Linked DNA regions of Mus musculus: all the other regions are linked to region 3. Evidence: chromatin contacts called from public HiChIP or PLAC-seq data. All regions are on one chromosome and are shown on one strand. The core of a region is the stretch at or near the end of the contact, and the rest is flanking DNA. Distances in the headings are between cores, read along the strand shown.

Region 1 (3,517 bases), core at 571-3,070, 1.1 Mb before region 3:
TGTAGGGAGAGCTTCAGGTGGGCTCAATAGTAGTGGGGAAGAGAAGAAGAAGTCTGGGCACGAGGGCAGCGCTTTAAGAGAGATGAATGCTGACAGAAGTCAGTCTTGCCAAGGGGAAGGGCTATAACTATGTGGGGAGTGTTAGTTTTCTACATCCTTTCAGATTTGGATGGAGGTGAGTAAGGAGGAAGTTTGATGCCACAGGAGCGTACTGTATGATGCTTATCTGATTACTGTGAGCCACGGAAGGGAAGCAGGAAGCAGACACAGCTGGAACGCTGCTGCTATAAGGTATCTCAAGCTGTAGATAGCAGCACGAAGGGAAGGAAGAGGGAGTCTTTCAGTTCTCACCAGAGGTGCTCGGGTCCTGAAGGGTAACCCACTGGGACAGAGATGTGTGTGAGCATGGGCATCGGTACTCTTTCTCACAGATACCCAATGTGATTCAAAGGCCAGGTTGCAGAGGGAGAGCTCATAGAGTGAGCTCTTTAGAAACCATGAAGTAACTGATGGCGATAGCAGGGGTTTTGTTTAAACCAACCAGCCCAAACAGCTTCTGGAATGAGTGGTTCTTAAAATTGTATGTGCCACGAGAAAAGAAAGCTTGTAAGGAAGGCGGATTCCCAGGCCCCATCTCTACCACTTTAGATTCTTTGTCTCTCAGGAGGTCCGGGGCACTGGCTCTCCCTGCTGCTTGGTATGGCAGAGGTTGGCAGGCCTTACTGTCCACCCAGCTAAGGCTTCTCTCCACAGAGAGCTGGATGAGCCCATGGAGCCTAAAAAGGCCACCCAGGGGCACGCATAGCCTGACTTCCAAAAAAGAAAAGCATGTATTTACAATGAACTCTGTACTGAAAAATAGTCAGACCTAGTGCTTTTTGGTTCCCAGACAACGGAGGATTGGCACCTGATAGGCAGGAGGCCTGAGCTGGTGCAGGGGTGGGATGTGGGGTGGGGTGTGTGTGGGGGGGAGTGTGTGTGTGAGGGGGCTAGAGACAGGCTTCCGGTGCTTGCTTTTTTCTTTGTGAAAGGGTCTGCCTTCTCAGTGGCTATACCACAGTGGGCTGCTCTGTTGTGCTGGGAGCCTCCTGGGGGAGGCTGAGCTCTGCCAATCCCCTCCCCCTCCCCATCCTGCCGCTGGCTCAGCTCCTGATTAATTCAGGGGATCCTGGGAGGTTAACCCTTAATTTGATGGCTCCAGCGGGGGAGCTGAGAGATTGCTGGTAATTCATCACCCTTGTTTTATTTTTTTTTTAATAGAAATATTTTCTAAGGCAACAAGTAAAAATTCCCTTTTAAAATCCACATTTAATATACATTAGATAGAGCATCCTCTCCTTACATGACTGGGTCCTCCAAACATAAGTTACTCCTCATCTATCTCTTTTAACAAAGTTCAAATACATAACATGGAAAACAGAACTATAACTAGAGCCAAAGGTCTCAAAATGGGCCCAGATCCCATATCTGCCTCTTGTTCCCTCTGGAGAAAACAGCCTTTCTTCTACCAAAGATAAGATATATATATTTTTTATTGGGATAGTTTAACTAAGCTGCCAGATCTCCTTAACGAGATTATGTAAATGTATGCCAAGGATATAAACCACATTTTCTCTGAGAGTGGAACACTTCAAATATCATTTAATAAAACAGGACCATGGTAGAAACACCTCTATAAATTGTTATGTGGCAAAGTGAGAAGACGGAGCTGTACACATCTGATCAAATTTCACCTGATTCAGTTACTATATTAAAGTCTCCTAGAGAAGGACAGAGCACCATTGTGCTGTAGGAGAGGGCAAGTTTCGCATCCCCTGTCAGTTGGTGTGGAGGATGGGCATCACCCTTCCTGGCCCCCCAGAACCCCTGGTGGCTTAGCGCCACTGACAGGGCAGAGAGGCAGTTCTTCTCAATATAACAGGCTTCGATTGTATCTTCCAACCATGTTGGGAAACAAAGAAGATTTGGAACAAGTCTCATGCCAGGCAAGGGATGAAAACTGGCTTCCTATTTCCTCCTCCTGCTCTACTTCTCAGAGAGAGATGCTATGATATGTGATACACTGTCTTTGGAACCCATAGGCTCATAGCTTACTGGGAAAGATCTAATAAATTCTATGTTTGGCTAGAAACAAAGGCAAGGGTATGTTCCTGGCCCTCGATTAACTCCTTGCTACATTCGGCATACATTTCCTGAGTTCAACAACCAGTCATATTCTGCATCTCTTATTTTTGTCTCAAGTTTGCTAGCAGAATTTTATATTGATGTTCTAAACTATAACAAAGCCAATGAATGTTCAAAGCCAGCCGAGAGGTGCTCCCTGCATGAAGACAGCAGTCCCAGCCAAGAGGAAACATGAAGGTGGCCTCACAAAAGGGCACGTGTCCTGCCCCTCCTTCATCATACAGAACTATGGGATGATAACGCGTGTGTTTTGACCAGAAAGGAAAACGTTAAGAGATGATTTAGATACCGAGTGTCGCCAGCTCTTCTCTCCCTCAGTTATAGAAGTTAGAGAATTAAAAAGAGTTAGCCACATGGACTTGACAGCCAAGCTGACCATCAGTGGAGGGCAGTCTCCTCAGGAGGAGGAGTTTTTAAATTTTCCTCTTAAAGGAAAAACATAAGTAATAATGTTTATGCTTGATAGTTAAAGTTGTTTAAAGCAAACAGGTAGGTCAGTTTTAAACTCCAGTATTCCACGAATTTAGATATAACACTCCTTAATGATCAAACCCAGTAATTACTTGCCCAGTGCTTTCCCTACCAATTCAGGATGAAATGTCAGAGGACATTTTCCTCTATTCTTTTCCTAAATATATACGTGTGTGTGTGTGTACATGTACACACATGTCTGTCAGCCTCTCTGTCTGTGTACATATATAAACGAATTGATCAAACTTAGGACTTTAACTTTCCAAAGACCCATGCACTGACATGGGTCATTATCCATTCAGCAGATGCAATTCCAACAGTCTCGGGCCTTCTGTGTGAGCCGCCAGCTCATTTGCTGCGTTTGGTTTATTCAGCCATGATTAGAGATAGTCATTTACAGTCACACATTTGGAAACTCCTTAACCAGCTTCTAGCAGTTTCTTTTCCGAAGCTGTTTAAATAGATGAGGGTGGAGTGTCAGCAGCGACAGCACTTTCCCCCGTCTTGCTGATTTCCGTTGCTATTTCTATGTCTTTATCAGGATTTCCATTTTATAGCAAGGCTTAAAACAAGGCTTGGGGCACAGAGATGCACAGCCCAGAGCTGAAAGGAGACATCGTTTTTGGGAAAGATCGATTCTAAAAATTAAAATCGAAACCACACTCTATAACAACAACAACAACAAAGTCCCATCTCCTTTTTTATTTTCAGGAATACTTTTTGAAGTAATTGGCACAAAGACTAGTGCAGACTGCTGCAAGTGTGCTCTTGGCAATAACATCATACGCACTAGGGAAACCTTAATATGTTCATGATGCCAAATACAAACTGACACCAGGAACTCAAGTATGGGAACAAACGG
Region 2 (3,668 bases), core at 836-3,335, 1.1 Mb before region 3:
GGTTAGTCAACCTCACAATTGCAGGCAAACTCTTGTATACTAACCACACCCATGAAGTAAATTCTATGCTACTCAGCTGAACCTAGAAACATCTTAAAGGACCTTTTCTAATATGCAGACTGAATTTTTAAAGGGAAACTATAAAGATAAGTCACAAAAGATCAAGAACAGATGGCATAATAGAAAAGTGATGGGGTTGATTCTATTTAGTTTAGTTGACTTAGGTGGAATAGATGATTTAGAAGTATTGATTTTATTTTTTTGGATCATGTTTTATAAGAGCTGTTTTTAAAAGGACTATTTTTGATGTTGTATTAAAAAACACATAACAAAAGTAGCTACTACCTGAACTGGCAACCAGGGACGACAGTCCACTGGAGAGTTGAATTTATCAGTCAAATCAAAGTTGTAGCTTGCTCTCTGGGGAAAGCGATTTTGTATTCCATGCTTCTCCACACTTCTCTACTCCTGGAATGCCCTTGATACTCCCTGTATCTCCTGCCATCTTGGCTTCTTACCATCTATCCTCTTTCTAGGGCTAGGAAGTGTGCCTTGTCTGCGGCCTCTGGGGCTTCTTTTCCAGCTTCCCTTTGGATGTCCCCGCTTCTGGGATCTCTGTATTTCATTCATACATCTTAATAGTCTTCATTGTATGTTATATATTCAGAGTTGGCTGTCTCACGCTATCTTCCCCACCAGTATGTAAGCTTGGATGCCTTATTTTTAAATCTCCTAGTAATACCACAAGGTGTCGTATATGGTAAAAGTAGTCAGAAATGTTACATGAAGGAGAACAGGGAAAATATCCCTACTCTTATTCACACATGTAATAAAGTATTCATAGGAAAATATTACCCTGGGGAGAAACATCAAAGATTTCCTTTTCCTTCCTAAGCTAGACATCGTTACTTTTAATATAGTGTGTGTGCATGCGAGTATACCATGGACACGGGCTGCCTGCACAGGTCCCTGAAACTGGAGTTGCAGATAGGTTTTAGCCACCCTGGGTGCTGGGAACTAATCCCAGGTCCTCTGCAAAAGGAGCAAATTTATTTATTTATTTATTTATTTATTTATTTCCACCGAGCCATCTCTCCGGTTCTAGTTTATATCATTTTTAAAAAGTCAAGTTTATCAGATAATTATACACTCGTTTCATTTGAACATTGATTGAGATACCTTCAATCAGTGTGCTTACGTGCCACTATCATCAACGAAATCACTCCAACTCTAGAGGAAAAGGAACTTGAGCTGATTAGTTGGTTTGTGTTGACTCCTAAATGCCAGCCTGGTCAGCATTGCTCAGTCTTCACACTGAAGGGAGTTGGCAAGCGATCGTGGACTTACAAACCCTGGGCTCTGATTCAGTATATTTGGCATGGGCCTGAAGCAGTACATGTGTGCAAGCTCTTTGCACATGTCCACACTGCTCATGAACAGGCTGACACCCGAGACAAGCACTCGACTGGTGAGCAGTCCCACTTGCTGGCTTTGCTCTATGTACTTGCCTGCCATGGACTTGAAAAGCCCAAAATCAACACTTGCCTCAAGAAGAAAGATACAAACTACTAACCCTAATTCATTCCTGCCTAGAAACCCGGTGCTTTCTTGCCGGCCTGTGGCAGTGTCTGCGGCTAAGGAACAGACAATGTAGATCCACTTGGCTTTCGGGAGAAAGGCAGCTGTGGTAGCTATTCACTGTGTTTTCTTCCATGGGAATTTTCATATTCATAAGGGAGAAGAGAAAAAAAAATCACTCACTTTGGGAAAAAGTCCAGGCAATGGCCAGGTTGTAGCAAAATCCCTGAAGACCCAACCCAGAGGAAGCACTGAGATGAGTGAACAGTGGAGATCCCCTAGTGCAATCTGTCGTTGGCCCACCCATCAAACTTTATTCCTTCCTGTCTTCCCTCACTTGCCTCTCCCTTTCCTGTGAGCTATGGCTGCATACCCAAATCAACAATTAAATTCCCCCTTTGTTTGTGTGGCAGATGACAAATGCATGGAGGACATCTTGTGTTGCCTAGGCAGGCAGGGCACTTACTTTGATTGATGTTCAGTTGTAGAAAAAAATGAGCTGGGAAGGAATTACAATGGAGGGCCTGCAGACTGGAAGGGGATATACTAATTAGTCCTGCATTAAGCAGTCTGCTTGCATTTGGCGATGAGACGCCTTCAGGAGGGAAGTGTAGGGGTTATTGATGCAAAACAGCATGGAATGCATTATGCCAGGTAGCTGTATAGTCACGTTGCTAAAAAATGTATTAAGAAGCAAGCAGTATGGCTACCGTGTGTTGCTTGAACACTCGCCCTTAAGTATAGTGGGTCAGCCACCCGTTTTATTTCCACTTGGTCCTGTAGGCAACAGGGCAGGCCTTTTGTTTCTCTGGAAAGGCATTTGGAGGTTTTGTCATCCTGGAGGGGAAGCAGCCACTGTCTGTAGCTCACGCTTTCTTTCTTTGAATCCCACTGCAGAGTCATTGAGTGTTGCCGGTGGAACACGATGTCACCAGGTGAAAGAAAGACAAGTCTCTTGTCTCTCCGTAAGGTTTTAGAGAGTTGTTGATCTGACCTAGGAAGAACCCTAGGGGCTGGATCAAGAAAACAGCTCAGACTCTAGGCGAAGGCTTCATCAGTAGCAATAAAGACAAATGCCAAGCATATGCCTGCATGTGGCTTAGCCGTCCATGCTTTAGGTTATAGGCAGACAGAGTGCTGTGTGCTGAAACATCGTATAATTCAAGGGTGACCCAGGTGCTCTTAGGTAGCTGGAACAGGTGATCTAGGGGACATGAATGGTCATCTCCAGGTTACGGTCTCCTGAGCAATGGAAGACGAGAGGGCAGTGCAGAGAGAAAGGTCCCCAAATAATCACTGCCATATGCAGTTTAAAATTCAAACCCTGAAATGGTGATTTAGCCAATTTGACCTGAAGAACCAACGAAACTGGGCTTAATGAAAAGAAGTCACAGAGGTCTTTTGTCACAGTGGGAAATAAACAGACTTGAAACTCCCTTGACTTTCAAGCCATGGTCACTAGGGAGACTAAACGTGCACTCCTGGTAATCCTCCTGCCTCAGCCTCTCCACAGGGATGTCAGATGCAAGTCACCAAGCCTTGCTAACAATGTGACACTGTAGGTGGAGATCTATCTAGCTAACACCAGGTACCTTGAACCGGCCCAGTGGGAGGCAGGTGGCCTTGTGTTCTCCGTGTCCTTTCAGAGTCATGAGATCCTGGTGCAGCGGAAGATCTCTCTTTACTTTTCTGATTCTAGGGACACGTTCATTTATGGATTTACAGGCACCTATGCTGAGAAGAGATGCCAATGATAAAGGCAGGATTTCTAGTCCTCAAAGACATCTGAGCCCCCTCTTCTTTAAGTCTTATCTGTGACTCAGAGCACAAGACAGATATCAGAATATCTGAAGTATGATCAGATGTCTGAAACCCACCTTTCACAGACAGATCCAGGAACTGTGCCAATAGCTCTAGGAAGAAAAGCTAAATAGTTAATGTGGTTTATTTTTTAACCACCCCTTTGTTTTAGAATTCTATCTTATTCTTGAACTGAGTCTATGTCACTGTGACCTTCTCCTGCCAGGAAGGCACAGTTGAGGCCTCCTTCAGTAATAGCCTAGGGCTTTGGACAAGGAAGATGCTGTGCT
Region 3 (3,901 bases), core at 1,367-3,866:
GACCGTAGTGTTCCGACTTAAAAGGCGCCTCATTTAATGTTCAGCGGCATATGTTCCACAGGCTATTTTGTAAATCCAAAATGGATAATCAAAACATGCCAATACTCGTTTTTAAAAAATACTTTGCTGTATTCGGTGCAGGCGCCATTATGGAGAAGTTACACTCTGAGCAAAAAGATTTGTAGCAAAGCACATGACCTTCTTCCCACTACAATGACCATCCCCTAATTAGGCAATGCATCTGATAGTCATTAACAGGAATGAGATAATGAATCACTTTCTCTCTTCTTTGTTAATTTGCTGTAACCAAGCGGCTAATGGATGTCAGAGCTGAGTGATTGCACTGATTATAGTGATTTATAGTTGCAACAAAACAATTTAAAACCATTCTGATTATTCATGTTAAAGATGCTTTATGTTTTGTTTACTAAATGTTTTATGCGCCCCCCCTCTTCCTCCCACCCCCTGAGAATCCTGTCCCCCTTCTGCTCTGCTACTTTGTACAAAGAGACCTCTTCCTGGAAAACTTGAAAGTTGTCGCCTTTTGTTTTGTTTTCAGCCAAGATATATATACATACATATATATATATATATATATATATATATATATATATATATATGGGAGGAGAGAGACAGAGACAGAGGAGTTACAAAGTTTACCCACTAGAAAAGAAGAGCCTTAGGGGTGGAAAGAAAACTTCAGTGGTGCCTAGTTCAAAAGAAGACAGGAATAAGAGGGAATAAGGCAAACTTCAAGCCACTTACCTTGGGGCTCCCCGTCCCCTCCTCGTCCTCCACAGACACATCAGTAGCCAGTATCTCGGCTTTGATGGTGTCCAGGGCTCTGAGAATCCAGCTGTGTTGCCGTTTGATTTGCCTCTGCAGCTCCTTCCATTGACTTGCAATCATCTTCAGCATGTCCTTCAGTCCTTCTCCAAAGGAGAGGAAAGCACAAGTTGTGGGCCCGGCTGCATCTTTACCCCGCTACGGGTTGTGACATAGAAAGCTGGGTGGCTATTTCAAGCCGTACACATGCTTCTAAACGACCTTCCCATTGCCTGGCACTTGCCACCCAGAGCTGAGACTGGCAATGCTAAGACATAACAATGCAGAAACAGGGCAGGCATGTGCAGAAACTGACGCAGACTTGGTGGTTTGGTGTGAACAATAAAAGTGGAAGGATCGTGGTGTGTAAATGTCATTAAGGCTATAGCTTCACACCTCCAGTATAAAGGCCCTGGGTTTATCTGCATGGAGACTTCCTAATGATCAGAAAGAAAGATATCTGAAAACAGACAGGTAATTCAACTGGAAATACAGTAAATAGGCCAGAATCAAGAGACTGCTATTTGGCATTAACATATCTGCTTAATGCGGTTCTTTTCCCGTTTGTATAGTAAGTGCAGGGGAGTGGGGGAGCTTCAACTCACCCTGTTTTGTGGTCTTTGACTATCAGGATAAGTGGAACCATACAAGAAAACTTCTTTTTGTTCATAATGCATTTTTTTTCATGAATTCATCAACATTGGTCTAAGAACCGGTTGAAGGCCTAAGCTTCTGCTAATGCAAAGACCTACAGAGAATATGCCAAACGTCCACATGTGTGAACCGGCAGGGAAATAATCAGATGTGTATGGGCAGCCTGCCTTCAACCCATAATGATGTCTATGTTCACCCTAGTGGGTATGCATTGTGTCTATAAGAACAGCTCTCATTCATTATCTTAATGTTACTTCCAGAGCTCCTACATCAAAAAGCATGTCAACGTGAAGTTTTCAGGAGTGTGATTTCAATTGGAACTCGGGCGGATGGCAAGCCCCAAATAAAATGAACAGACCGTTTGGAGGCAGTATTTCATCTTATAAGTACCACAGCATTGTATGCAGTATATGAAACATTTATAAATCTTGAAGGTCAATCTGATAATGTAAATATTAATAATACATAAGGAAGTGAATATATGCAGTAATTTACGGCAATGCTTCCTCATTCTTAATAGTCTGGAGACATAAAGACCCGCAATATTTCAGGGGGATTTACCTGCTTTGTGAGACGCAATGAGCTCAAGAAGTTGGTGTCCTTCTTCCTCCACGGCTTCCTTGAGGGCACAGTGACTGTCTACGTTCAACTTAAAGCTCTGAAAAGAAGCACAGGACCCTCAGGCTCCGAGAAGGTGGTTACACACGAAACACGCACGCAGAATTGCTTACGGTTACACACGAAACACGCACGCAGAATTGCTTATGGTCACACACAAAGCACGCGTGCAGAATTGTTTGCTACTTTTTATCAAGAACCACATGGCCCTATTTACCCAATAGACAGACTAATTTGCAATACTAAAAGCTATTGATATTTGGGGTCTGGGCTTTAAATGTTTCTGTTAGACTAGCAGAGTGCATCTGTTTGGAAACTGCTCGACAAATGCAGACATTCATTACGATTTTATGAAAAGTCACATCCCATAGGCTATGTGGAGAGTGGCAGTGTTCAGTAAAATACGGCGAATTCCCACCGCACACGTGCGCTTTCCTTCGTGTCTAAGGATCATTAGTAATGCAAGTCTTTACAAAGCCACAGAAGTTGGCAGCCAAGAAACGCAGTAGCCTTATGTCGCCTAGATGCATCCACAAATGCAGGGTCGTTTGATTCCTCTCTGTTCCTTGACTCTGCAGGAGCCATGGTACAGAGAAGGGCAGCTGGCTGCTACAGTCTAGATTCCAACTCTTTCCAGACTTTTTTGCTCTTTAAAAGCTTATTTCTTATGGTGTGATGTTGTCTTACAAATAAACACACCAAGTACAGCAAGAGATTTACCCTCATGACAGTCACTGACTTCTTTCAAGGTTCATATCAAATTTAGTCACTGCTTCCAGGAAGCCTCCCCAGATACACTTGGTGGTGGCCATTCCTCTCCTCTTCCTCCTCCTCCTCCTCCTTACATGTGCTACTACTATTGAATTTATCAGGCATCTGCTGCTATATCTCCATCTTTAGCTTGCAAATTATAAGCAGGTTAATGATTGCTACTTTCCAGATATATCACGTGCTAGGGTTCACTAGTTTGTGGTCACAGTCAACATTTGCTGAGTGTGTTCAGTGATGCTCTCTACTGGGAAGTCTAGATATTTTAAGAAATTCAAATGTTTTCCAAAAACCTTTTCCAGCTCTGAAATGTTTAAAGGCATTCCAACCACAGGAGTCCAGAGAAGGAAAAATCACATTACCCACCAGCAACCAAATCATTCATTAGTCTTTGGGGCAAGAATTCATTCCTCACTTCACTAATTGGAAATACAGTGTGCTAAATATTGGCTTCTCGTGATAAGGTTCCAAAATATGCAACGTGTTTTCTTCTGTTAAACGTCGTGGGACAATACATGAATACTCTGTCCTGTGTTTGGTATTAAGCATCAGGAAACAGGATCAGGTGACTCCACACTGTGTTTCATTTTAATTAAAGAAGTTGGGTAATCATACATTGTAAGATCGGGTCTTCCTTCCATGACTCTCATACTGTCTGTGGTCTATGACATCAAGCCAGGCAATGGAGGCTTGAGGACCAAAGCCCATGGGCTCTGGTGTTAGTGGATAACTGAACCTGGGGAATGCAGTCTGGGTTGTGGATGCCCAGGGGTGAGTCTGCTTTGTTCTTTTCTTCCAGGAGAAAGGGGACTTTTTAAAGTACCATAAACAGAGATAGACTGAAGAGAGAGATAGTATGAAACTAAGAGAGATAGCAATGTAACATAGAGATAAGGATTTGAACTGACGCAATTCAAAATGATGAGTTGTGTCATCCATCCTTCTCAGTAGATACGGTAACATTTCAGCTCAATATTCCAGAAAGAGAAAATATTTGTCTCCCTGTGTGCTATTCAGCATTTCTTACATTGTTCCG

Evidence for each region. HiChIP or PLAC-seq counts read pairs in DNA pulled down with a chosen protein or histone mark.
Region 1: a contact with region 3 is called in an H3K27ac HiChIP or PLAC-seq map of stem cell-derived neural progenitor cells, with 7 times the contacts expected there. The contact joins two enhancer-like sites. A contact is called at or near these places in 1 of 484 Hi-C or Micro-C datasets (cortical neurons), 2 of 115 datasets of contacts at active chromatin or transcription factors (embryonic stem cells and stem cell-derived neural progenitor cells) and 1 of 9 other capture datasets (embryonic stem cells).
Region 2: a contact with region 3 is called in an H3K27ac HiChIP or PLAC-seq map of stem cell-derived neural progenitor cells, with 14 times the contacts expected there. The contact joins two enhancer-like sites. A contact is called at or near these places in 16 of 484 Hi-C or Micro-C datasets (B cells, the MC3T3-E1 cell line, Th1 cells and 11 more), 4 of 115 datasets of contacts at active chromatin or transcription factors (embryonic stem cells, neural tube and stem cell-derived neural progenitor cells) and 1 of 9 other capture datasets (embryonic stem cells).

The regions. Positions count from the first base shown.
Region 1 is chr12:54,032,399-54,035,915 of GRCm38.p6, reverse strand. All of the region lies in intron 7 of Npas3 (neuronal PAS domain protein 3), which reads right to left. Among named protein-coding and RNA genes, the nearest start is that of Gm35818, 110 kb to the left of the region's middle. Within about 2 kb of position 1,820, at least 36 of the 459 cell types and tissues checked have an H3K27ac peak or open chromatin away from gene starts, as enhancers often do. A contact at or near this core is called in stem cell-derived neural progenitor cells, where this site is marked.
Region 2 is chr12:54,051,513-54,055,180 of GRCm38.p6, reverse strand. All of the region lies in intron 9 of Npas3 (neuronal PAS domain protein 3), which reads right to left. Among named protein-coding and RNA genes, the nearest start is that of Gm35818, 89 kb to the left of the region's middle. Within about 2 kb of position 2,085, at least 11 of the 459 cell types and tissues checked have an H3K27ac peak or open chromatin away from gene starts, as enhancers often do. A contact at or near this core is called in stem cell-derived neural progenitor cells, where this site is marked.
Region 3 is chr12:52,935,371-52,939,271 of GRCm38.p6, reverse strand. Akap6 (A kinase (PRKA) anchor protein 6) reads right to left here. Exons shown (of 14, transcript NM_198111.2): 6 at 2,041-2,137; 7 at 766-929. Among named protein-coding and RNA genes, the nearest start is that of Gm51971, 140 kb to the right of the region's middle. Within about 2 kb of position 2,616, at least 2 of the 459 cell types and tissues checked have an H3K27ac peak or open chromatin away from gene starts, as enhancers often do. A contact at or near this core is called in stem cell-derived neural progenitor cells, where this site is marked.